Linked DNA regions of Rattus norvegicus: all the other regions are linked to region 4. Evidence: chromatin contacts called from public Hi-C data. All regions are on one chromosome and are shown on one strand. The core of a region is the stretch at or near the end of the contact, and the rest is flanking DNA. Distances in the headings are between cores, read along the strand shown. Region 1 holds the start of Sec61b (SEC61 translocon subunit beta). Region 2 overlaps LOC120102871 (a long non-coding RNA gene). Region 3 has its middle 24 kb from the start of Sec61b. Region 4 holds the start of Nr4a3 (nuclear receptor subfamily 4, group A, member 3).

Region 1 (6,628 bases), core at 3,176-5,675, 590 kb before region 4:
TTTAATCCTGATCTTGAGGTGGGAAGACACACCTCTAGTCTGGGCCACGCCTTCTGCTAGAAGTCTACTTGAGGACAGGACGAAGGGAGCTTTTGCTCTTTGCCTGCTTGGCCTCACCTTGTTGGCAAGTCCATTCCTTCACTGGCGTTAGAGCCTACGTCATTGGGATTCCAGAGTCTACTGAAGACCAGCCGAGACACCCAGCCTCATGGCCCGAACTGCTGGATTTTTGGACTTTCTGCTCACTGTTGGATTAGCTGGACAGAAGCCTGTAAGTCATTCTTCTTCTGGGAATTCCTTCTGTAAGTGCTGTTTATTCTTCTCGAGAACTCTAATACAGCTCCCAAAGGCCTGTGCCCTGAGGCTTGGTTCCCGGCCCACAGTGTTACTGAGAGGTGACAGGACCTTTAGTAGTGAGGACTAGTGGAAGAGAATCAGGACATCAAGGGACATTTTCTAGAAAGGGAGGTTGGACCTTTCTGCTTTCTGCCTCGATACACTCTTCTGCCACAGGCTCAAAGAAATAAGGCCAAGCACGTGTAGTTCTGACACAGTAAGCCGAAACATGTGCGATGATGTCCTTCATGTCAGCTCTCCTGTTTATCCCAGTCTTGCGACTTCAGGTTAAACTATTAAACAAGACGGAGTCAGAGCGCTGGGCCCAGACCTAATGTTCTATTCTCTTCCAATGCCAAACATCTTTTATTGTCAAGTTGCAGTAAAAACAAAACAGAACACAAAACAAAACAAATAAATAATACTGAGGACTCTTGCTGTGGATCCAGCCAAAATTCCAACAAGAATTTCTGAGCAGCTACTAGAGAACCCTTTAAGTAAACTGAGCATGGGAACCACAGTAGCTCCGTTCCCATTACACTCTGAAGTCAAATCAACTGACTGTGGCAATGGTTAGGACCTAAACTACTAAAGCCAATTAAGGCACTGGATGATTAAACCTTTATATATAAAGGAACAATAATCCAGGAAAATAGAATTAAAATCGTCTGCTAGCAGCAGATTTCTACCGTACTTTCCACAATACTGATGTGATTCGGAATGATTACAGCATTGAGAGTATTTTCAGAAAATGACAGGTGGGTGTGGTGGACAGGTGGCTCACACTCAAGACTCAAGTCTACTTAAAAAAAAAAATTATCTCACTAGCACTAGATTCTAGCTCCTTTTTTTCCCCCTCCTCTTTTGGTTTCAAAGGTGCTTCTACAACCCAGAAGAGGGACTGCAGTGCACGAGGCATACAGACCCTACCTGACACTCTCCCGACTACACCAGTTTGGTGACATACTGGTAGAGCTGATCTGCAAATGCATCAGCGGAAAACTTCTCTGCCACCCTGGCTTTTCCGGCCAGGCCCATCGTTGCCTTTAAGGATGGTTTGTGGATGAACTTCTCCATGGCTTCCGAGAAGTGAACTGGGTCGGGCTCACACAGAAACCCCGTGACCTTGTGGACAATAGACTCCAAGGGCCCACCGGAATTGACAGCGATGACCGGGCACTGCATGTACATGGCCTCCAGAGGGACGATGCCAAAGTGCTCATTGCTGGGCGTGTAGAGCACACACAAGCAGCCGTGGAGGAGTGAGATCTTCTGTCTGTCTGAGAAGGACCGCAGGAAGGTCACGTGCCGCTCGAGATCTGACTCTTGGACTATTTTCTTCAACTCCTTATAGTGCTCCACGTTCTCCAGGACCCTGTCGTCGTAGCCGCCAGCCATGAACAGATGAACCTTCTCCCACTCTTGAGGCGGCAACCGAGCGCGAAGCTGGACCAGGGAGCTCAGGGCCAAGGGCAGGTTTTTCTTCCTCTCGTACCGGTTGATGGAGAGGAACAGGAACTGTTTCCCCTTGGGGACTAGGTCATCTATCTTTTCAGGAACGGCCAAGTCGAAGCTGCCGATGTTCAGAGATGGGTAGAGCACATCGGGATTTCTGTGAGACAGGGTCTTGAAGGTTTCCTTAAAGACGGAAGCTGTGTACTGGCTGTTGACCAAGATGCGATCTGCCATGCCCGTGGTGTACTCCTCGATCCAGTCGATGGGGGCCCTGTAGAACTTCTTCAGAGATGAATTTCTCTGAGTAAGCAGCAGATCTGGGAAGTGACAGTAAAAGAGGACCCTCTTCCGCCGTCTGGCCAGTTTGAACACAGGGATGCAGGCAGACACCTAACCAAGGTGAAACAAGCAGGTGAGTGACTGGTCGCCTCAACCGCCCAGGACACAATCCTTTTCCTGTTCTTGCCTAGCTGCCTGGCATTACTGAACCCATAGGATCTGGGTAAATACCTACATTAACCATGACCATACAGCTTCCTCAGGGTGGTTCAGTGCAGCTCAGGATCATAATTAAAGCATCCCTGGAGCAACTGTGGCTATGTTCATCTGTCTGCTTGGTTAGAGCACAGCAGCATCCATTGTGGATAAGAGCACTGGGTAGCCGAGTAGACTGTGGCAGAACAAAGTGACACCCTTGGAACTAAAGTCCGGAAAACTGACATTTACAGTGAGCTACTCCATGACCCACAGCAGTCTTCCCCGCCCCTCAGGAGTTTCCTCAGAGGACTATGTAAGAAGTGAGATAAATGTAGTGTGAAGATATCACACCTAGTGTCACACCTAGGAACACACACACACACACACACACACACACACACACACACACACACCCCTCAAACCTGGTTGTTTTTTAGGGAAGAATAACTACAGGATATTTCAATAAAGGGGACTTTTCAGCCCCTCAAGAGACTGATAGGGATCTTGAATATTAATAAGATGTCTCAAATTTTTGCAGAACAAAAGCAAAGTTTCCAACTCCAGGTACACCGAATCCCAATTACGTACAAGTAAGATGTAGCAGGAAACAGATACGAATTCTACCATGGCCACACATCATTTCTGGGAGGATGCAGAAGACGCTGTTGACAGTGGCTCTCCCAAGGCTGGGAACAGGGAATTTTTACATTATACTTCCTATTTGAACTTTGACTCCAGAGTGAATGTTATTTCTCAATTAAAAGAAAAATAAAGGCGGGGCTGAGGCGTTGACCCCAGGAATACAAGGTATGGCAGTGAATACCTGTCCCAAAATCTAGCTCAATCTTTCAGTTCCAGGTTCAGTGAGAGAGCCTGACTCCAATGTTCAGGTGCAGATTAGCTGAGACATTGATACCTGACATTGACCTATGGCTTCCATATGTAAGCTCAGACACTTGATCAGATAAAATAACTGGACTTTTCTCCAAAGACCGATGGGGACCATGGTAAAGTTTTAAAGGGGACATGATACGTTTAGCTTGACTTTAATCCACGGCACTGCTAAGTACCGGAATGGCGGCATTAGGAAGGCTGGAGAGGGTGGGATGGACGCGACCTGGAAGCAGAGACAATAGGAATAACGGAGAAGAGTAAACAGAGTCAGCTACAAGGTGTGACCGGAAGGCGACATTTTAATGCCAACAACTACCTGGATCCAATCAATTTAATCCCCAGGCTAAACCTTTAAAATGCAGGCAAGTGAGCCCTATCTCAAGGATCTTCAACGAAAGGAAGGGGGCGGGGGAGAGATGTCCCTGCGATCTGCCATTTTAAAGGGTCCATACTAAAACTGGTGACCGTTCTCTCCCTGGGGACTCCTGCTGGACAGCTCCTAAAAACCTAGAATGGAGGTACCACTCCCAACCAAGAATTAGTGGCGGCCTCACCTGGTCGCACACCACCACGTCGAACTCCTCGCCGGAGAGAAACAGCACGTAGAGCGCCAGAAAGACCATGCGCACGTAGGAGCAGATGGCGGCGCCGCGGCCGCCCCAGCCCAGGCTGCGAGGCAGCCAGTCCCCTGCGCACTGCACCGAGAGCTCGCGGGTCTCAATGAAACAGTGGTTTGGGTCGTAGTGCGCGGTCCATATCTTCACCTGACAGCCGTACTCCTGCAGCGCCAGCGCCGCGTCCAGCACTAGGCGCTCGGCACCGCCTATACCCATATCTGGGTGCAGAAACAGCACGGATGGGCTGTAAACCCGGGACCGGGTTCGGTACAGGTTTTCGGCCATGGTAGATCAGCCGCGCCTGCGCTCTCCGCTCGAGCTTCTGCTAGCTCCTACAAGCTCCGCCCCGGTCTCCCGCTGACTACTGAAAGCCGACCCAGCGCAACTACGCTTGCGTCAGTTTAGGACACATCAGCGATAAATCTGTGGACTCTAAGAAAATGCCTGATTTAATTTTTCGTGTGAACATGTCCAAAGCTTTCAATTTGGTGATTTTCGACCATATGAAAGACGCTAAATAAATTAAATAAAAGAAGCGAAAGGTCTATACTTTTACACGGCCCAGTCGTTCTCAGCATAATTTTTACAGGCATATCTTAGGTCAGCCCAAACATCCTAGCGTCTGCGAAGACCCTGCCAGCCGGCCGGGGGCGGTGCCAGAGCCTGTCCCTAGGAGTCTTCTGAGTGCTCCGCAACTTCCCGACTACCATCTTCATATCTCTTGTGCCTACTGTTCTTAGACATCAGCATGGTGCGCACTAACCCCTGTCTTGGTCTCTCTCATTCCGGGACCTCATTGCTCTTCCCAGCTTCTTGGGTGGGTGTGGGATCGGAGGTGTGGAAAGGACCCGCGATGTTCACTGTTGGTCTGCTTCTCTCTGCAGCCGGGTCCAACGCCTAGTGCCACCAACGTGGGCTCCTCTGGGCGTTCTCCTAGCAAAGCAGTGGCCGCACGGGCGGCGGGATCCACTGTCCGGCAGAGGTAAGTGGCTCGGTGGGCGGCCCCGTTATGCCTGGGAGAGGCGAGGGACCCAGGAATTTGCATTGCTGGAAAGAGCTCCAGGATGGGAAGATTCATAGGGTCCGGGTGAGCCCGAGCTGACGTGGCCATCCAGTTAGTTTAGGAGAGAGACATGGTTTTCCTCTCCTTAATCATCTCTGCACGGGCCACTTTTAGTTAAAGGTAAGTTAAGTTAGACTGGGATCAGGAACAACTTTAGGAAAAGCGTTGGCATATGGCTGATGTGTGTGAGGCTTTACTTTTCTGTCTTCCGACGGGAGGTCCCACAGACACTGTTTAACAAAATTTGCCTTACACGACGGCCTGTCATCCTGGTTCCCCATCCCAGCTGTGTGTCTTTCTTTTTAAATCTATTTTGTATATGTGTGGGTGTTGCATGCATGTATGTGTGTGTGCATCACGTTCTGGCCTGGTGCCCTCGAAGTCACCTGGAACTGCAGTTAATGAATGATTGTGAGCCACCAAATAAGTACTGGGGACCGATTTGTGGTTCTCTTCAGGAGCAACAAGTATTCTTAACCTCCAAGCCATCTTAACCTCCAAGCCATTTGTCCAGCCTCAGTGTCTCCTTATTTTTAAATGTCACTACTTTTTTTTTTTTTTGTGCCTTCTCCATCCAGTCATATTTGGTGTGCCTTCTCCATCCAGTCATATGCCAGACCTCACAGGAAGACCACACTACTTTGCTTCCTCCATTTCTGTCCATCTAACTTATCCCTTAACTTCTTCTACTTTGTATTTCCCCCACTTCCCATCCTCCAGCCTGTTGTTAACTTTTTTCACTTAGGTTCTCTGTAAGTTTCTTGTGGTGCCTTCAGAGGGACCCCAGGCTTCTCCTTTCTCCCTCCTGTGAGCTAGCAATTCTGAACTCACTACAGTTTTCTGAGCTCACCATCATCATCATGTCTGGACTCTTCTCAACTATTTATTTAGTTACCTAATTTCCTTTTAGACAGTCTCACACAACCTGCCTTCACCTCTCCTGTGCTAGGATTATAGTTGTAGTAGTATTTTTGATGGTTTGTATATGCTTGACCCAGGGAATGGCAGGATTAGGAGATATGGCCTTGTTAGAGTAGGTGTGTCACAGTGGGCATGGGCTATAAGACCCTCATCCTAGCTACCTGGAAGTCAGTCTTCCACTAGCAGCCTTCAGATGGAGATGTAGGACTCTCAGCTCTGCCTGCACCATGCCTGCCTGGATGCTGCCACGCTCCCACCTTGATGATACCGGACTGAACCTCTGACCCTCAATTAAATGTTGTTCTTTCTAAGAGTTGCCTTGGTCATGGTGTCTGTTCACGGCAATGGAAAACCCTTATTGAGACAGTATACAAGTATTTATATCTACATGTTCATCTCCTCTGCTTTCACAGAGCATCTACCCAAGTCCTCTTTTCCAGCCCCCATCTTAAATGGTGCTACAATAAACGTTGACCGAGGCAATCAATCAACTGTATTGTTGTGTTTGTACAACAACTAGTAAGGGTTTTGGTAGAGAGGAGTGGACCTTGAAAACACCAAGGAGTACTCTCAAACTAACCTTAAGAATGTGAGGAGGAAGGCTTGAGGATATAGTGGGTAGGTAGCTCAGTAAGAGAGAGCTTGCCTGCAGGGCTTGGTCCCTAGCACGACCCACAAAACACAACACAAACAACAAGGAAAGAGGATGGGAGGGACTTTCCTTGTTGACTACGGCAGGAAAATCTGAAAGTCTAAAGTAGGTGGTTTGAACATGTGCAACAGATTGCAGCTTGGAGAAGGAAGTTGTAATAGAACTGTCAGAAGTGGTAAGGTGACCCCGAGTGACCATGAATGTTCTGTCATT
Region 2 (6,183 bases), core at 3,475-5,974, 620 kb before region 4:
CCTATGTTCCTGACACGGTGCGCTCACAGCACTTTTTAGTTGATATTTGTCTTTTGGACGGTTATTGTTCTCAGTCTCTCATGTCTGTTTTCATTTGTTTGTTTCTGAGACAGGGTCTCACTGTGTAGCCCTGGCTGGCCTGGAGTCACGGCACCTTTAATGGTGTATATCATGCATCCACCGTTCTTCTTTCCCCTTCATACCGGTGGCCTCATTAGCTTTAAAACCCTGACAGTGTTCCAAGCTGGGAGAGAACTTGTAGGCGCAGCTGCCTTCTCCCAGGAAGCCCTCGCTGACTCATCTGGCTTCCTCCAGGCCCCTGTCTCCTTGAGCTCTCTTACATGAGGACATAAGGATGCTGCTAGTGCTTTGTGTTGCTCTGAGGCAAACATTCGAGCCCCAAGAACAGTTGTGGGAGGGAGTCCTGACCTGGGCTCTGCCAAGAATTAGTTCAGGTTAATTATTACCAATCGCTAGATGTGTAGCACAGGAGCCACATCCCCCAAGCTGGGGCCTCTGGAGGTTTCCTTTATGAGCCTAGCCCCTACCCCCAGGGAGGTCTTAGTGTAATGAATTTTGCTATAATCACATTTAGGGATCTGATCCCTGAGTCATGCAGTCAATGGCAGCATCGAGCACCATCTGGTTAGTTTGGCCACAGGATGGGAAGGCCTCAGGTAAGTGTATGGAAAGTAGCCTCCTCTGCTTTTAGGAGCGTGGTTCTATGACCAAGGGGAGAGGCCATCTGGGAGCTGTTTTGCAAAGGATAGGCCGACTATCAGAGAGCGGGAGTCCTCTCAACCTTGATGGGAACCTCAGCTTCGCTTCCTGCTCCAACCTCCTAAAGAAGCAGCACAATTTGTACTGTTCATATTTAATTTGTTCATAGTATATATTCATCTGTTTATTTATTTATTCATTCATTCATTCATTCATCAATCATTCATTCATTCAATCAGCAGGAGGCAAATCCCCACTCCAGCAAGGCAAAGGCTGGGGCTCCAATATGCCCCATGACTGAGTGGGAACCCTGCTTTATCCGGCTAGGCATTATGCAAATCAGGGGCTCCTGGGTATAAAAGAAGCTGATTTAGTGAGGGTGTGGGTGGGCAGGGAAGGGAACACCAGGGAGCAGAGCGCTGAGACCTGCAGAAGCGAAGAGCCGGTTCATCTCTGAGAGACAGCCCTAGTCCAGCTTTCTCAACATGGTGGCCCACAGCTTTCAGATTTTCAAGAAATGTCAGAAATCCAGATGTGGTGGGGGACTGAGCGGAGATACATCTCTGTCTTAAAATCGTGGTTCATATTTTTATTGAGCATCTCTTGGCAAAACATTGCGGTCGGTGCACCGGGTTGGTGGCGCAGACGGCTAGATGTGCCAGATATGCCCTTGCTGAGCACTGGGACAGTCTACTTAATAGGCCCACCTATAAAGAAGACTGAATGAACTCTACCTACATCAGAAACCAAATAAAGGGAAGGATATTTGGAGCTGAGGGGAGAGTGATCCACACTAAAAGTGGCTCACCTGCTTAAGTGTAAGTGCTCTAAAGCCTCCTGGATGCTAAGGTTAAAAAGAAGGATGTTCTGTTCCCCTGTGAGGGTTTGGATGAGTAAAATAAAAGCCCTCTTCCCTCTGGGCCAGGGTCATAGGCTTGATACTTGAAGCTAAGATCGAGCGCTAGGTTTAACATGCTTTCCTCAGCCCAACAATTTCTTCGCGGGGGATTGTGGGAAACAAGAGTGGGAACCTTAAGTGATCCTGTGCGAATAAATGAAAGAGCCCAGGGCCAAGGGCGCTGAAAGGAGTTCAGCAGCCTTTGAGGTCGGACAGACACGCAGAACACAGCAGGAAAGGGTGGGAGTGGGGCGTGGGAGGAGGCTTCCAGCTCAAAATAGTTGGGGAACTCTGGATGGATGAAGCTCACGAAGTTGATTCAATCTCAGCAAAGTTTGGGCTCAGTACTATGCTCTCTTGCCTTGTGAATTCATTTTCCTCTAAAGAGATATCTCCGAGCTTATGCAATGCTGTAACTCGGAGAATCCCTGAGGGTAGGCATCGCAGGGAGGAAACCATGCGAGACCGTGATGGAGTCAAATGCTTTCCGCCATCTTGCTTTCCCAAAAGCATCCTGCATGGTCCACCTACGCCAGAATCTTCTCCTCCTGGATCCAGAATCGCTGAGTCACCGTCTCAGGCCAAGCTCTGACGTTCGCATGTTGCGAAGCTCTCTGAGTCACTTTTTATCTCCCTAAAGTTTGGGGTCCAGTGGGTGGCAGAGCCCAGCCTCTACCTTACCAATACCACGATGACTCAATCAATTTCTACCCAGGCTCTTCCTCCTGGCCCCCCTCAAAACTCATCTCTCTCCTCACCACTCGCTGAGCATTTCCCTAGCCCCGCTCACACAGCTGGTATTTATCTTTATTGCCGCTCAGTTTATTGATTTAGGGCCATCTCTGCAATTCGTCAAGTTGGGTTCCCATTTTAATCTGGGCCTCCGAAGTGGCAAAGATCCCTTCCAGCCTCAGCGCTTGCAGAAATGTGATTAGCTGGGTCTCCCTTCCATCCTTCAAGCCATTAATGGAAATATTAAATGGCCTTGGTTTGGCAGGAAGGTCTTCTGGGTCTCGGGGGATGAATGACTCCCTCGCTCATCACCAGCTCTGCCTGGACGGTGGAGAGATCATGCACGTTTCAATGGTGGACTGTTGCTTCAGTAACAGGAATCTATGCAGAATTCCAATTTATTAATTAGTTCACTCATTCAATATAAACACTCAAGGAAAAAAATTAGTCTGAAGACATGTTTTTCCTTTCCTAAATGGTTTGATGACCTCGGGGAGAGGAAATTTATGGGAAGAATGTGAGCAAAGAAGCAGCTTTGGCCAGGTGTGGTGACTCGAATCTGAAATTCTAGCACTAGGGAAACTGAGGCAGGAGGACCGCTGAGAGTTCCAGTTGGTCTAAGTCACAGAGTGAGACTGTCTCAAATATCTCCCACCTCCTAAATGGTTTACAGAGACTGGAGCATACTTCCCAGGTTTTCCTCCGTGAAGGCCAGAATCTAATTATGCCGGGCACTCCATTCTACCAGGTGGGCCAGCAGGGTGTTACCTTGTCTTTTCTTTCTTTTTTAAATTAATTTTCATTAATTTATTTATTCACTTTACGCCCTGATCGAACCCCTCCACTCCACTCCTCCCAGTCTCTCCCTTGTAAATCCCCCCCCATTACTCCCTCATTTTCTCCTTGGAGAAAGTAAAGCCCCATTGGGTACCACCCCACCCTGGGACATCCAGTCCCAACTGAGCACACCTTCTCTGAGGTGGAACTGGGCAGTCCGGGTAGAGGAAGGGGATCCAATGGCAGGCAACAGAGTCAGAGACAGCCCAGTGGTTAGGAGACCCACAGGAAGACCAAGCTGCCCATTCGCTACAATTGTGTAGGAGATCTAGGGAAGAGGGGGAGAGAAAGAAGAAACGCTGATGAGCACCAACCCATGCATGTTCTTTAGTTGGTGGTTCAGTCTCTGTGAACCCCCCACAGGCCCAGGTTAGTTATGGTGTCCTTAACCACTTCCGGCTAGCTTAACCCTATCCCCTACTCTTCTCCACAGGACCTCCCAGAGCTCCATTTGATGTTTGCATCTGCTTCCATCGGCTGCTAGATGAAGCCCCTCTTTCTATAGGGCAGTATGAAATACGGAGAAAGTATATGTGAGGTGCCTAAGGGACGGGGGTGGGGAGTGGGGGTGGGGGAGTGGGGGTGGGGAGTGAGGATGGCAGCAGTGAGTGTCCCCACTCAGGCAGACTGACTCTGTCGCTGGCTGGGGACCACTGTCTTGTATTGCTGTGTCTGTATCTAGATGTGCCCTTTGCCAGGGAGCTTCCCTAGGGCTGATTCTCTAGGAAGCCCAGCCCTAGAGAAGACATGTTATTGGTGTTTCCCATAATACTTCTGGGAGAGGAGGAAATTGGACCGGCAGGTGGAGAAGCAAGCTCTGGAGTCAGTGCCCCGCCCACCCGTGGCCTCATCCATACACCTGCAACACAGTACCAGGAGACCTGGCGCTTACAGAGCCACCTTTCTCAAAGGAACCTGATCCTCCCGGAGATGGACGCTGGTCTGAAAATGTAGTGGGCGTGGCCGTCCTCTCAGCTGACACACCCTTTGACCCCTTTGCTTACTACTTGAACTACTTGGAGCTGGCTGATGCCCAGAGCCGAGGACACTTGCTTGTATATCCAAACAAGTAAAGTGTAATGAGACCCATTCATTCAGACATAGCAGAGATGAACCAGAGGCCCCCATCTCCCGCAAGAGCGGGGCAAGTCAGCTGCCTGAAGGAGGGGCATAAGAGTCAGTTCCCCACGGAGGACTTCGTTGACAGCTGAAGGGTGAGGTGGAGCGACAGAGAGACACACGCTCACCCTTCACCCCTCATGAGTGCTGGGGCAGCGCTGCTGGCTGGTCATTTCCCCAAAGCTTGCCAGAGCAAGTGACATAAATCAAATTTTCATTTCATTCCTTCAGGCTCGACCCTTCCGTCAGGTACTCAACAGCTGCCTCCTGAGCAGATGTACAGCTCATTAGTCCATCGTGCCGCTAGAGCCAAGTCCAGGACCCCCAACCCCCATTCCTGGGCCCCGGGGGAGGGAAGGACGCTAGCAGCCTTTGTTCTTCCTCCGTCGAGCACTTTGCATATCAGCCACAAGAGGGCGAAAGCTGCACACACATCGCTGGTTCCCAGAACCAGCTCAACCCTACACTGGTGAGGGCTGGAAGGTGATGGTGGAGGGTTGCTGAGACCTTCTTATCTTCAGAGTCTTTCAAGCCTTCCTCTGACGTGTAGGAATAGCTTGTTTGGTGGTCAGGTGCTCGGTTTATGAGGACTGAACTGGATTCAGATGCCTGGTCTGATGCTCTCAGCCTTAGGGCCTTCATGTATGAAATGGGATGGTATTGCTTGCCGTTGGACTCCCCCACCCCTACCCCTAGAGATCATGAGGCTAAAATGAGACAGACGAAGTGAGAAGCACCTAAGTGTCTTGACAAAGGAAGGAGTCATCTAAGACCATAAAACGACGCAAATTTTCATGTCTTTATTTTCTCTTACTGTGTCTAGGGGAATACTCATTAACCACACATTTAAACCTTCCTTAATATAGATGAACAGAATCAATCATATTCAGAATCTGTCTGTCTGTATGTATGTATGTTTCTCTCTCTCTCTCTCTCTCTCTCTCTCTCACACACACACACACACACACACACACACACACACACACACACACATATCTCTGTCTCTCCAGGCTGCTGGGGATAGAAGCCAGGGCCTTGCACATGCTCACTGAGTCCTCCCCTGCTGAGCTATGTTCTCAGCATAGTCCTCTTCTCCAAAACAAACCAAGCCAAGAAGGGCCATGGTCTTGTCTGTAAGTCAACAGTTCGACCTGTTGTCTCCATCCTTACGTGTGGCATTCAGGAAGCATCGGTCGGTTGGAGAGTGAAACTGTTGTGTCTGGGGCTCACCCCCATTCTGTCCCTGGTGGGCCTGTGATTCTCTCCCTGCTCTGTCCAGGACTCTCACCCCCCCCCCCCCGCCCCTGCTTCCCACATGTGCATGAGTCCCCCGCCTTTGCTGCTGCACTCACATCAAGGCACAGTCGCCTCCTCTCCCCCCACAGTTCTGGCATTAGCAACCTGCCCTGGTGCCTTTCTAGAGTAAAGTGGGTTCCTGCCATGCTCTTTCTAAGAGGCATCATGGCTGCTTTCTGCCTGTGGACAAAGCTTGACTGGCATCAGGGTCCTTAGAGCAGCGTGTACTGGCTTCAAAGCCTGTGCCAGGCTCTTGGCTAAGTGCTATGTACTCACAAGACTGTAATCGCCTTCATAGATATCTTGAGACATGGAGTCATACTATCACCTTCAATTTATAGATAGAACTGGGCACCGAGAAGTGACCTTCTTGGTAACCTAGTGAAGGGTACAAGGGACCACGATCTAAGCCCTGCTTTCAGAGACTTCCCTGATTCACAGGACAAGTAATGAGATGCCTAGTGTCACTTTGATGGACACGCTGAGCCTCCTTCAAGCAGTAGAACTCACGGTTCTTTCTCCCATGTTTTCCGGGTGCCCTGGTTATGTGTAAGACACTTTGTCAGGTGTTGCTGTCTTGG
Region 3 (5,979 bases), core at 2,300-4,799, 560 kb before region 4:
TGCATGTATGAGTGTGTATATGTGAATGTGGCTGTGTGTTTATGAGTGTGTGCATGTGTGAGTATGTGTGACCATTGGGCATGTACATGAAAATGTGTGTGTACATGTATGAGTATGTATATATGACTATGACTATGAGTGTGTCATTGTGTGTGTGCACGTGTGTATGTGTGTACTTGTGTACGTGTTTGTATGTGTGTATGTGTGTATATGTGTGTGTGTGCTTATGTACGTGTATGTATGTGTGTGTGTTTGTGTGCGTGTGTATGTGTGTGTACATGTATGAGTATGTATATATGACTGACTATGAGTGTGTCATTGTGTGTGTGCATGTGTGTGTTTATGTATGTGTGTGCCTGTGTGTGTTTGAGTGTGTATGTGTGTATGTTTGTGTGCATGTGCATGTGTGTGTGTACATGTACGAGTATGTACATATGACTATGAGTGTGTCATTGTGTGTGTGTGTGTGTGTGTGTGTGTGTGTATGGTGTGCTGCTTGTCTGATGACTAAATAGTACAGGATGCTTCTATTTTTTCGCCCTCCTTGGTTTGGGGACCATCCTAGGGACTTCAATGTCTAAATGCCTTCATGTCATACAGGGGCAAGCTAATCTGCATACAGGGACAGGTGCCCACAGTTGTAAGTCTTGTAAGACTTTTCGTAAGTCACAGCTGGGGTTCTCCTGTCCCCTGTGTATGTGACTCAGATACAACCTATGCCAGGTACACACAGAAGTGGCAGGATTTTCTGCCTGCAATTGATGGAAACCAGGGTTATGCCTGCCTCAGAAAAGATAGCACAAAGGCCAAGGTTTGTCAGGCTGCCGGCTGTGTGTGATGTTGGGACACGTGGCAACTGGTGCGCTGTGCGGCTCCCACTTTGATTCTCTCTTAGCAGCTGAGTCTGAGGCAACCCTCCTCTCTTCAGTGGTGGCTCTCCAAGACAAGTGGCTTGCGTCCCTCTCTGTAGCACTAGGTGGTGACTGCAGAGGTGGACACAGGCTGTGTATGTACCGAGGCTGTCTGGAAGGCAGCTTCCCAGTTCTTGCGGGCTCCTTGTGCAACTCCCTATTTGCCTTTGTGTGCTCTTCCATGGCCTTGCCTGTGACCGTGGTCCACAGGGACACCCAGTCCCAGAAGGGCATTGAGTGACATTGACATTCCAGTTGTGCTTTCTCACCTCCCTGTTCCCTCCTCTCTCCAACCCCACCCCTCCTCGGCAGCTGGAAACCACATTCTTCATCCTCTTCCAGTCTAGGACTCTGTTCCCCTCGAGTCCTCCTCCTCTGACCCTCAGCATATCCCGTGAAGGGTGGTCAGGAGTTTCAAGCCCCACAGCATGGGTGGGTGGACATACTGAGACCCTTGGCTCTACGTTCTTTCTCAATGACAAGATGAGAAGAGGCTGAGCTGTTCCTCCAAATGAAGCTGGTGGGGGATGGGGGCCGCTGGCCAGGGCTCTCTTCTCTGTATCCATTGTCCTCATAAGCTCTATTTTCGTGGCTGTCCTGGCAGGGGTTATGACCTCTTTTGTGGGTGTGACTGAGCCTCTCTTCTGTGCCATGAGGACCTTCCCGTGAGTCGGAGGGTCAGGCCTCTGTTGACCAGAGGTCACGGTGGTGAGCCACTGGCTCAGTATGACATAGGCAGCAGCCCCCTTCTTTTCCATTCTGGGTTCTCTGGAGATAGCTGGTTCTACTGTCCACTGGACGTCTTGATGACGTAAAGGGACATGAGAACATGGTGTGGCCGGTGGGGGTCTGTGGATATGCCTGTGTTCATTCTCATGCGTGGTCTTGATGGTGATTGACTTAGCTTGCTGGGTTGTTCAGAGTACTGAGGTGCTGATGGCACAGCCGTCCATGACCCTTCTAGGGCCTGGGCAAGGCTGTCCCTCTCTGCTCTGAAAGCATTTGAGGAAGTCACTTGACGAAACTCAGATCTACCCTGGTTCTAGGGGCCTGTGTGGCCTCAGCCACTCTCTGGGCACTTACTTTCTGCCCTGTGCCATGTGGAGCTTGGACTGTAATTTGGGGACTCTGACTCACAGAGATCTTGTCACAGTCAGGGAGTTAACCTCCTGTACCCTTGATTCTGGCTATGGGGGAGAGAGAAGTCTGTCCCTCAGAGCCTGCACATGCTAAACTGGTCTGAGTTCTCAGAGCCTCACTGGCTGGTCTGAAACTGGTGGTTCAGAGGCCAGGACAGTCTGTTCTACCTCACATGTGAGCAGGATGCTGGGACCCCTGCCTCCTTGCTGTGTCCTGAAGTCGCCCTCAGGAGAGGGACGCTGCCAGGATGGTTCTCAGGTTCTCTTCCCCACTGTCTGCCCAGGGCAGCCTGACCATGTCCTCAAGCCACAGTAGAGTTCAGCATGTCCTCCTGTGGTACCTGGTAAGGGGGCAGTAAAACCCAAGCTTCCTGGAGGGCAGGTGATCATCACGGACGAGCCAGGGCTGACTCAGAGCTGGGCTTGCCTCACATCCTGGGGCCAGCTGCTCCAGGGCCCCAGCACAGAAATGAGGCAGCTTCAGTGGCATCAGAAGGCAGTCCCATTCCCAGCCCTGGCTAGGGAAGAATGCAGCCTCAGCCTGGCACCGAGAGGGCTGAAGGGGCAGCTGACTCCGCAGGGAAAGCTGAGACAAGTCACTTCATGGCTGGCCATGAGCCCTGAGACAGGGATTGCTGACAGGCTGACCCAGTGTCATGGAGCCGGCTGGCCCTGACTCCTAAGGCCTCGACTCTGGTTCTACGCTCGTCTCGCCTCTGTGACCTTCATCGGCCTTCTGTCCTCTGGGGTCTTGTTTCCCTGCCTGAGCTCAAGGCGAAGGGGTTCAGAGAATATGCTCTGTGACTTTATTACTTAAAAAGTTGGGTCTCATTACCTCAATTTCTAGGGACACATTGTTATATAGGAGAAGCATGGGTCATGGAACTTTCTCCTAGGTTCCGCGATTCCCCCTTTCCCCATGTTCTTGGCTGAGCTGGCATCTACTTTTCAAGTTTCTAGTAGAAAAGTCCTTAACTTGCAGAGATGGCGGCGGGGTCTCTGGAAAGAGGTTTGTACTGACCAAAGAACTGTTTGCTTTGTCAGCTCTGCCCGTCCTGAGAAAGTCTTCCTCTCTCTTCAGGCCTCAGTTTCCCTCAGAAGTATAAAGTGTTTGGGTAGGATTCTTGATTTCCCTTTGGGAATTAAACTCTGCCACCCCCACCCCATGTCTCACAAATGGGTTCATTCAGAAGAGCCGAGAAGAAAAACAACTTAGAGGCAAGCAAGGAGGACGCAACCCAACCTCCAGCGTGGGAACCTATAAGGACACACCACCCCAACCATCTATAAAACCTAACAATGGCGTCCTTCATACTCCCCTCTTCCGTGGAGAGATCTGCAGACAAGGGGGGTGCTGGACAGAGAGGACTTCCAGGCAGTACTTGTCCTCAAGTGAAAGTCAGGCAGGATCGTGTGCTGGTACTGGGCCTAGCTGGGATTACCTTCACAGTACAGACATGATTTATTTCCCACAGACCTCGGGATTGTCCGCAGAGATTCCAGAAGCCTCATGTGAGCGTGAGTCTCCATTATGCTATGCGGAGGCTGCCGGCCAACAGGCTGGATTCTTTGACTGACTGTCACCACCACCTGCTGATTGTGAGCCCTCTGGCTACCTGGGGTTCACATAGCATCCCAGGCACGTGGATGGTTTGGCTGGAAGCTGGTGCATTTTGATTCCAGTGCTTGGGTGAGAACCTCTATCCTGGCACCACTGACATGGCTGTCAGGGGCCACCTTCGTGTGCCAGAGCCTTCCTGGAATCATTCTGCCCTGCCCATGACTGGCTGATGCACAGGCAGCCACCCCTCTCATAAATCTATACCACGCCTGGCCTTGAATGCCTCCTCCTGGGCCACAAGGACAGTCAGAGGAGCTGGTCTCTGTGCTGTCCCTGCTCGTCTCTGAGAGCCACTGTTATGTCCTTGTTTTCATTGCTATCGCTTTATAGACGTGTAGTTCCCATACCATGAGTCACTAAGCCGTGGTTTACACTGAACAACGCAATGGTTTTCTGCATTTCAGCCATAAGCACACCCTGGGAGAGCCTGCACTCTGGCCACCAGGCTGCTTCATCCCCAGCCTTGGGCCACAGACTGTTTCTAGCAGGCAGATTTCAGATCTTTCATATGTAGGTTCGCGTGGGTGTACGGTATCTACTGAGCCTGTTTCTGAGGTTCATGTTGGAGCATGTATTGGTGTTACACCCCCTAGCATACAGCAGCAGCGCACTACACAGATTACGACATCAAATGGCTCCGTGTGTTCACTGAAGGACGGTGGGCTCTTCCTGATTCCGGGCTGTCTTAACAGAGCTGTAGTGGTCATGTGTGGGTGTTTCACACTTTTGAGACAGTATCTCTACTGGCTTCGAATGCGTGCATACTAGAGAATGACCACATACTTCTAACTCTCCTGTTATCCCGTCCCCCTGCCCCCTTTGCTGGGTGTCAGGGTCTCAGGCGTGAGCCATACCATCCAGTTCATGGGTGCTGGTGATTGAACCCAGAGTGTCATTCAGTTTTAGGGCAGCCACAGGCCCTTCCTAAAATGCTCTCTCTGCTCTTCCTCCCACTCCCTACACTGCTTGTCCTCTGGCCACAGTGGGGTACCCTCTACCCCCAACACAGCCCACACTTTCAGATCTCTACCATTTCTTTCTTCTTTTGTTGAAGGGGGCCGTAAGAATCATACTAGGTTTGACATTTTTCAAACGATAGCTTGCAATCTACTAGAGACCAATGAAATCAATTTGGGGGATTACTTTAAAGTGGTACCCAAATAAATAAAGCAGGAGACTCTGACAGTAAGTCTGGTCTGAAGCCTGGGAGGGGAAGATACACATAGAAATGGATGTGGCTACAGGTAACCTCCCTTCCCAGCCCATTCATCCATCCCTCCGGGTATGGTGGCCCACATCTGTAAGCCCAGCACTTTAAGGTTATCCTCTACTATATAGCAAGTTAGAGGGCTACCCTGGGCTATATGAGACTCTGGCTTAAAAATAGACAAAAAACAAAACAAAAAACAAACAAACAAACAAACAAACAAAACAAAAAACAAAAAACCAAACACCCAACCCAAAACAAACCAAACCAAACCAACCAAACAAACAAAAAAACCACACAAGCAGGAAAGAAAGAAAGAAAGAAGGAAAGAAAGAGAGAAAGAAAGGAAGGAAGCAAGCCAAACAAAAAGAGTCCTAGCCCAGTTTAGGTTATATAGTGTGGCCTTGTCTCAGCATAAAACAAATACCCTCAGGTCAAAAGCTCTAACCAAATAGAACACAAACCAAGTCAATCAGGTTGGGCCCAGACCTTTTCCTAGTTGCTTAACTAGGATGATGGAGGTAGACTCTATACTTAACTAGTTCTCCTCGGTGCTTCTGACCTCAGTGCTTTGGCCTGGATTCTGTCTCCCACAAAGCCCCGTTGGACCGTCACTTCTTCCTGCAGTTCTCTTGGGCCACATGACTCCACGCACTGGTTCTGTAGTGTGAGAGCTTCTCAGCCTTGGATTACAGGGTTTTGTGTGTGGTTCTTAATGATCCTACTGCGTTCCACCCCTCCTGGCTTCATGGGGTCACCTTTGTGTGTGTCCCTCTAGCCTGAGTGTCTCATACAAGCAGACCCCACCTGTGCTTCTCAACCGTGAACATTTTTTTAAACTTTATCTATTATGAGTGGATGTGTGTGTGTGCCTGTGCGTGTGCGCATGCGTGCGTGTGCATGTGTGTGTGTACGTGCATGTGTGTGTGTGTGTGTGTGTGTGTGTGTGTACTTGCACCACGGTGCAAAGGAAAGGTCAAATGACACGGACAACCTTGTGCAGTCATTCTCTCCTCCTTCCTGTGTGCTCTGGGGATCACACTCAGGTCAGCAGTCTTGGGCTGGGTGCCTTCATTTGCTGAACCGTCTCCTGGCCACAAT
Region 4 (6,191 bases), core at 1,728-4,227:
CTCCTAAGTGCTAAAAGTCGGAGAAGATCCTCCTTCAATCCAGGAGTGTCCGTGATGTTGGTTTTGGTTACCAACACACATGCAAGTGGCATTGTCGTGGATCTGGTAAATTACTTCTGTCTCAACTCAGGACACGGGAACCGTCCAATTCACATGAACAAAGTTAGTGACTTTATAATAAACTGAGTGAGCAAGGGCCTTTCACATATTAAATTAGAAAATGGAACGTATTCTATAATTCCATGGAAAGATGTCATGTCTCCTAAAAATTGTACCTAATTTTAGGGTTCCTGAATTGAGTGATTCCAGCTCTGCATGAGATTTTAAAGTGAAGGAGAATGGGTGGGGTGCAGAACACAGATGAAATTTTTACAGCATGGAAATAAAATTATTTTTAAACCTTCTTAAGGGTGAAGAGTTAGGCAAGAAGTAATACGTGGAAAACTGTCAAGTGCTTCTCTACACACCCACCCACCAGATACCATCGCAGCCGGCTGGGGGAGTCTCCCTCTTCTTGCCTGACAGCTTCACTTTCTTTGAGGTCTGGAACTGGTGATCACACTGGTCCGTCATGGTATTTTCAGTTAACAAAGCAGATACTCAATGGGGGGGGGGGGCACAAAGGATCGGGGCAGCTGCTGCTTCACCCATGATGCAAGTGCAGGCTGAGCCCCGGGCCGCCACCGCCGCCTCGACTCCTCCGTGACGTCCGGGATGGGTATCCCCGGCTCTCAGGAAGTGGCGGCCGCCGGCAGCTCCGCCCCCTCGCGAGTCAGGGCTGGCCCGGCAGTCTCCGTGGCGGGACCTGGCCCAGAGGCTTGCAGAGCCCGGGGCGAGCAGTTGGGGGGTACCGCGCTGGGCCATGAGAGCGCGCGCGCCATAGGCAGCGCGCCTCGCTCGCGCCCGCGCCTCCCTTCCAGCCCCCTACCCTCGGCCCCCAGTTGCCCAGCACCAGACCGGGTCGAGCCGAGTACAAGATGGCGACTCTGCAGTCCGCTCTCCGGGCCGAGTCGGGGCGCCCCTTGGTGCGGCGCGCGCGCGCGCCCGACGCCCCACTAAAAATAGCCGGGACCCGTCTATATTTGGTTCGCCGGATCCCGGCGCGGACGCGCGCGTCCCACCCCGCCCCGCCCCACGCCGTGCCGCGCTGAATGGAGACGGGAGGGGGTGACCGAGGGGAACCTACTCCGCTATCTGCCGCGCGCGCCGCCGCCTGGGCCCGGCCAACCGCCCAATTTAGTAACATCGCCTGCGTCAATCACGCGCCTCGCGTGCGTCAGCGCCGCGCGGCTCCAGGTCCTGCTCCCCCAACCCCCAGCCTTTGAATGGATTCAATGTAGGAGCGCCCTCCTTCTTTCTGGGCTAGGATGGGAACGCACCCGCAGCCAGGGGGCTCGGTTCCTCTGGGCTGGGACAACTTTCCGAGCGTCCTCTCACGGTCTTAAGCACACCAGCCTGCTAAAGTGAAAGTGGAGGCGTAGACTTAGAGAGGCACACTATGCACGTGTTGTTTTGTTTTCGAGTTTCTGGTCCCAGTTCGAACCTTCTTCGATTCTGGGGCATGTGCTATGACTAGGGGATCCTCTTCCCCCAACTTTGCCACCCACAGGCTCAAGTCAAAAAAAAAAAAAATGCCACTTGGGATTCTAGCAGACCACCAGAGACCGCGTCTGTCTGAGTTGTTTCATTCAAACATTTCCTTCGTAAAACAATCATTTCTGAGAGAGGTTACTTTCACTTAGTAGCCACCTTTGGAACTAAGAGTTCCAAACTCGAACATGTTTTGGTTTTGTTTGTCTGGTTTGCTTTGTTTTCAGCAAGAAAGTGACATCCTAAATTCATTTCCAGGAAGAAATCGCTGTCCCTTATACAGTCGCCCAGACTTTCTGCATACTTGGAAGACAAATGGGCCATAGGAAAGATCCCCTAGAGACCGCTTAATGAATCCTGTTGATTGATTTTGAAATATTTCATTTGAGAGATGGAAGGGGAGGCGTCTACGACCCTCAAAAAAAGTGAAAGTGCGAGTTCCAAGTGTGACCCGGTGCAGGGGAGGAGTAGAGGATCTGTTTAACAGTCAGACTCACTCAGCTGTTCAACACGTGTGGTGTGTTTGTTTTATATATAGTTTCTCGTGCAGCGCGCGCGTGGCTCGATGTGCATTTCTTTGGATTATAAAGTGTCCAGTAAAGAACACCACACCATAAGTGTAAAGAAATAAAATCTTGTCCCTGGAGCGGTCTGCATCCTAGGGCGAAACACCAACAGCAGACAGGAGGAAGAGGCAAATTAGCCTAGGCGCAAAGGGCCAGAGAGACGTAAACAGCCTTAGAACCACTGCATGAGGAAAGCACAGCTGCACCTCAGGGAGTCTTCGGGCTGGTGCCAGACTCCTTCAGCAGTGACTGCCAGGTCACTCGGAGAAGCTGGCTGGCGTAGCCTTCCCTTTCGGAAGAGCTGTCCTCTCTCTTACCCCCTCGACCTGGCTAGGTGCCTCGGGGCAGCCTCGGAGGCGAGCCAGCAGCACTCCTCCAACTCTACTCCACCCGGAGCCTGACAGCTGGGCGGTCCCGCCTGACCCGCGGGCGGGCTGCGGCACCCTCCGGTAGACCGGCGCCCTGGCAAGCAGCTCCGGTGCAGAGGGGTTGGCGGCGCGAATCTGAGAAGCCTCAGGGCTGTGGTCCGCAGCTCCCCGCGGTTTCCATTGTGCGTCCCTGAGAATGGCCGGGGAACGCGCGTGAGCGCGCGCGCGAACACACACACACACACACACACACACACACACACACACACACACACACACACACCCTCGCACACGCGGAACCGGCTGGGCCAGGGGAGGGAGGAGGAGGGTGACGTAGCGTCCCATGGCGTCACATTGACGTCTCGCATTCCAGGCACTCTATGGAGAGGCCGCTAGGGCTCCTGTGGCATAAATGACGTGCCGAGAGAGCGAGCGAACGCGCAGCCGGGAGAGCCGAGTCTCCTGCCTCCCGCCCCCCACCCCTCCAGCGCCTGCTCCTCCTCCGCTCCCCATACACAGACACGCTCACACCCGCTCCTTCACTTGCACACACAGACACACGCGCGCTCACACGCTCCGCACACACACTCCACTCTCTCCCGCGCGCTCACACCCCTCTCTCTCGGCGCCCTCGCCGGTGTCGCGCCGCGCCGCGCCGCGCCGCAGCCGGACGCCCCTCCAGGGCTCACTTTGCAACGCTGACAGAGCGGGCAGTGGCCGTGGAGGTGGGAAACGTGGCGACATCCTAGCCCCTGGTCGCAGCCGGAGACTGGACGCCTGCGGAACCTCTCGGCGGCGCTCTCCCATGAGTTGGGATCGCAGCATCCCCAGCCAGCCGCTGCTCACCGCCTCTGGGAGCCGCTGGGTTTGTGCACCGCAGCCCTTCCGGGACAGCAGCTGTGACTCTCCCCCAATCCAGATTTCGGGGTCGCTCTCTAGAAACTCGCTCTAAAGACGGAACCTCCACAGAACCCAAGTACGTACAATATGCCCAGTTAATATGGGGACTTGCTTAAAAGTTGGCGCGCTGGGAAGTGTCGCTCCTGAAATTGACAACTTTTAATGTGGGGCTCCCCCCCCCCGCCGCCTCCCCTCTCAGGCTTTGCTCCCCAGGCGAGCGGTGGGCTCCAATCTGAAACTTTTCCCCTGTAGCTGGCCCTCGGGGACTCTGGAGCTTGTGAGATTCTTCTCCCCACCCAAAGAGGCGAAAAGCCTCTAACAAAGAGGAGGACCTGGATTTGTGCTATAGCTGCTCCAGCGTTGTAATTCAGGGTATTTCGGCTCTAGTTGTCATGGTAATGATGCTCTCGGCGGCGGCGGCGGCGGCGGCGGCGGCGGCTGCGGCAGAGAGTTGGAGCCCCGGTGATGAACGGCAGTAATTTTCCTGCCTTTTAAGTGGGATTGAAAATAGGGACTCTGGTGGGTCCGAGTTAATGTGTCTAATGGTGAAATGAAGCTGGTTGTCTGGGAGAAAGCCTAGGAGGGACACTGCCTGGGCAGCAGCGGCCAGAGTTTGCAGAGGCGCTGGAGGAGCTCAGCAAAGAGGGTGTAATTGTAGGAATGCGGCTTATTGTATTGAAATGAGCCCGGGGCTCCACTAGGCACGTCTGCCAGGCGTCGCCGACTTGCTGGTTTACACTTTTCCCCACGGAGGTAATCGGGTGTAATTGCCGACTCTCGCGCCCCGACACGCGTGGGGACGGCGTCCCTCTTCTCCGGGCCTTGACTGGTGTGGGAAAGGCTTGTGTTACTACTTTTCAATGCGCTTTCGGAGAAGTTGCTCCGAGTGTTTTTATTCTTGGTAAGGAGGAAAGTTCTCGATGAAAAAGAGAGCTGAGAGGCAGAGCTCAGTCTGCGGAGACTGGCTTTCAAAGGCACTTTCTCGAACCTGTTGGAGGCTTCCGGCAGTCAGGAGGGAGCTCATGATCATTGGTCCCTTGATTTCCAAGAACGTTCTTGGAGGTGGCCTTTTGTTTATGTGCCCGGGTTCTCCCGAGGGAAGAGCCGCGGGGAGTGTGGTCATCAGTACTCTCGAGCTGCTTATCCTTGGGCCTTGGAGTGCTGGGAGAGAGGTTACAGGGTTCGGTTCAGCCATTCCTTCGCTATTCCAATTCCGGAGCTCCTTTCCCAACAATCGGGAAATGTTTCTCACAGAACCAAGTTAGAGAAAGAAAAGCTGCCCAACGCGCATACTGAATACAATGAATGAAATTACTTTATTGGAGTTGTTTTAACGCAGCAAGATACGCATTAACGTGAACGCCAAAGACTGCCCGGGCCACCACTCCCTCCACAGGCGCCCCCAGCCCCCCCCCCCCAATCCTGGACCCAGCGCTGGCTCACAGAAATTCTCCCCCGGGGTTTGTCTCAGCTCCCTCGGTCTTTCTGAGAATCTCTGTCTTTCCCTTTCTGCCGGTCTCTTCTCCACCTCTCTTGCCCCCGCCCAACCTCCGCCCCCGCTCCCCATTGGAAACTCCGCGGAGGAGCCCGGGTCACAATGGTGTGTTTCACGGTTTCCTCCACACACTTCACCACGGGGAGAGGAACACGGGGGTGTTCCCTTCGTCTGCCCCGGAGAAAGAAAGGGGCTTTGACAGAGGTAGTTATTTCTTCCTAATTTACAACCCCGAGGCTCTGTACTCCCGGCCCCAGCGGCCACGAGCCTGAGCGACAGAACGTGTTTCCAGGCGCAGAGGCTTTACCTAGGTAACCGGACCATCGGGGCGGGGGGCGGAGAGAGCGATGGGGCTCTGGGCTGGGCTGTACGATGGGCGGGGTGCCGACCTCTGAGAGGAACCCCTTTCCTGGGGAGGCGCGACCCCCGCCCACCAGAGTTCAGAGGCTGCCCCTGAAAGAAAGACTACTCTTGAAAGGCTCCGAGAGACAGTCGGGATAGGAAACCCAGTAGAATTGGGGGTGGGGTTGCTGGAAGACCCCCCCCTTGAAGATGCGAGAGGGGGAGGACGAGAAGCACATGCTACAGCTGTGGAAAGATCCACTCGTGCCAACGCTTCAGCGAGCGCAAGGTTTCCGTCGGAGTACCTCGGGTTGGGGATGGCAAGGGAATCCCCCATTTCCTGGCCATCGAGAATTTCCTAGACCTGGGGAACCCGAGCCTCTTTCTCTCTACAAGCAAACTCTGGGCGCGGGAGTGGCAGGAGATGAAACTTACCCCACCCTTGGGTCCAGCTTTCACCAGAGATCTTTTGGTTAGTTTGGGGGTTGGGTTCCCCACGAGGGGGGAGGGGGCGCATTTCTAACCTTTGAGCTGTGCCCACCCCGAACAAAGGGGGCGCTATAAGCCGGAGTTAGGGGCAGCTAGAGCCCTCCTCCCTGCCAGTCAAGCTGCGCTTCCAACTACAAAGTTTCACTAGGTTGTGCACCGGGACTTTCGCCCGGGAGCCGCTCTGGGCGCTCTCCGGAATGTACCACCTCTGAGCCACCCGGTGGCCTGGAGCCTTGAGGCCGCCCACCCTCGGGGACACCGCCCGCTGAGGGCAGGGGACCTCCCTTGATCCGTCGCAGCCACAGCCAAAGCTGTCTGCCGGAGCGCGAGGCTCCCAGCTTAGGCCTTTCCTCTGTGCCCTTTTGTTTGCTTGACCCTTGGCCCTCGAAACTCGCGACTAATAGAAGGGAAGCTCCATTAGCATTTAGAATGAAAAGCACA

What was found. Hi-C and Micro-C count contacts between places; a contact is called where the count stands out from the background.
Region 1: a Hi-C map of liver shows a contact between it and region 4, with 3 times the contacts expected there. The contact joins the promoter of Sec61b here to the promoter of Nr4a3 in region 4. A contact is called at or near these places in 1 of 12 Hi-C or Micro-C datasets (liver) and 1 of 1 datasets of contacts at active chromatin or transcription factors (oligodendrocytes).
Region 2: a Hi-C map of the A7r5 cell line shows a contact between it and region 4, with 3 times the contacts expected there. The contact joins the enhancer-like site here to the promoter of Nr4a3 in region 4. A contact is called at or near these places in 3 of 12 Hi-C or Micro-C datasets (the A7r5 cell line, frontal cortex and mammary epithelial cells) and 1 of 1 datasets of contacts at active chromatin or transcription factors (oligodendrocytes).
Region 3: a Hi-C map of psoas muscle shows a contact between it and region 4, with 4 times the contacts expected there. The contact joins the enhancer-like site here to the promoter of Nr4a3 in region 4. A contact is called at or near these places in 1 of 12 Hi-C or Micro-C datasets (psoas muscle) and 1 of 1 datasets of contacts at active chromatin or transcription factors (oligodendrocytes).

Annotation. Positions count from the first base shown.
Region 1 is chr5:66,564,759-66,571,386 of GRCr8, forward strand. It overlaps Sec61b (SEC61 translocon subunit beta), which reads left to right and starts at 4,426. Exons shown (of 4, transcript NM_001106654.2): 1 at 4,426-4,530; 2 at 4,664-4,761. The coding sequence starts at 4,528. Alg2 (ALG2, alpha-1,3/1,6-mannosyltransferase) reads right to left here and starts at 4,129. Exons shown (of 2, transcript NM_001100710.1): 1 at 3,717-4,129; 2 at 1-2,181. The coding sequence starts at 4,064. The coding sequence ends at 1,282.
Region 2 is chr5:66,529,322-66,535,504 of GRCr8, forward strand. It overlaps LOC120102871 (a long non-coding RNA gene), which reads left to right. Exons shown (of 3, transcript XR_005504751.2): 1 at 1-3,098; 2 at 3,621-3,725; 3 at 3,886-6,183. Among named protein-coding and RNA genes, the nearest start is that of Alg2, 36 kb to the right of the region's middle. Within about 2 kb of position 4,725, at least 10 of the 93 cell types and tissues checked have an H3K27ac peak or open chromatin away from gene starts, as enhancers often do. A contact at or near this core is called in the A7r5 cell line, where this site is marked.
Region 3 is chr5:66,589,997-66,595,975 of GRCr8, forward strand. No RefSeq gene overlaps it. Among named protein-coding and RNA genes, the nearest start is that of Sec61b, 24 kb to the left of the region's middle. Within about 2 kb of position 3,550, at least 13 of the 93 cell types and tissues checked have an H3K27ac peak or open chromatin away from gene starts, as enhancers often do.
Region 4 is chr5:67,154,221-67,160,411 of GRCr8, forward strand. It overlaps Nr4a3 (nuclear receptor subfamily 4, group A, member 3), which reads left to right and starts at 2,978. Exons shown (of 8, transcript NM_031628.2): 1 at 2,978-3,500. It overlaps LOC134478966 (a long non-coding RNA gene), which reads right to left and starts at 2,926. Exons shown (of 2, transcript XR_010051797.1): 1 at 476-2,926.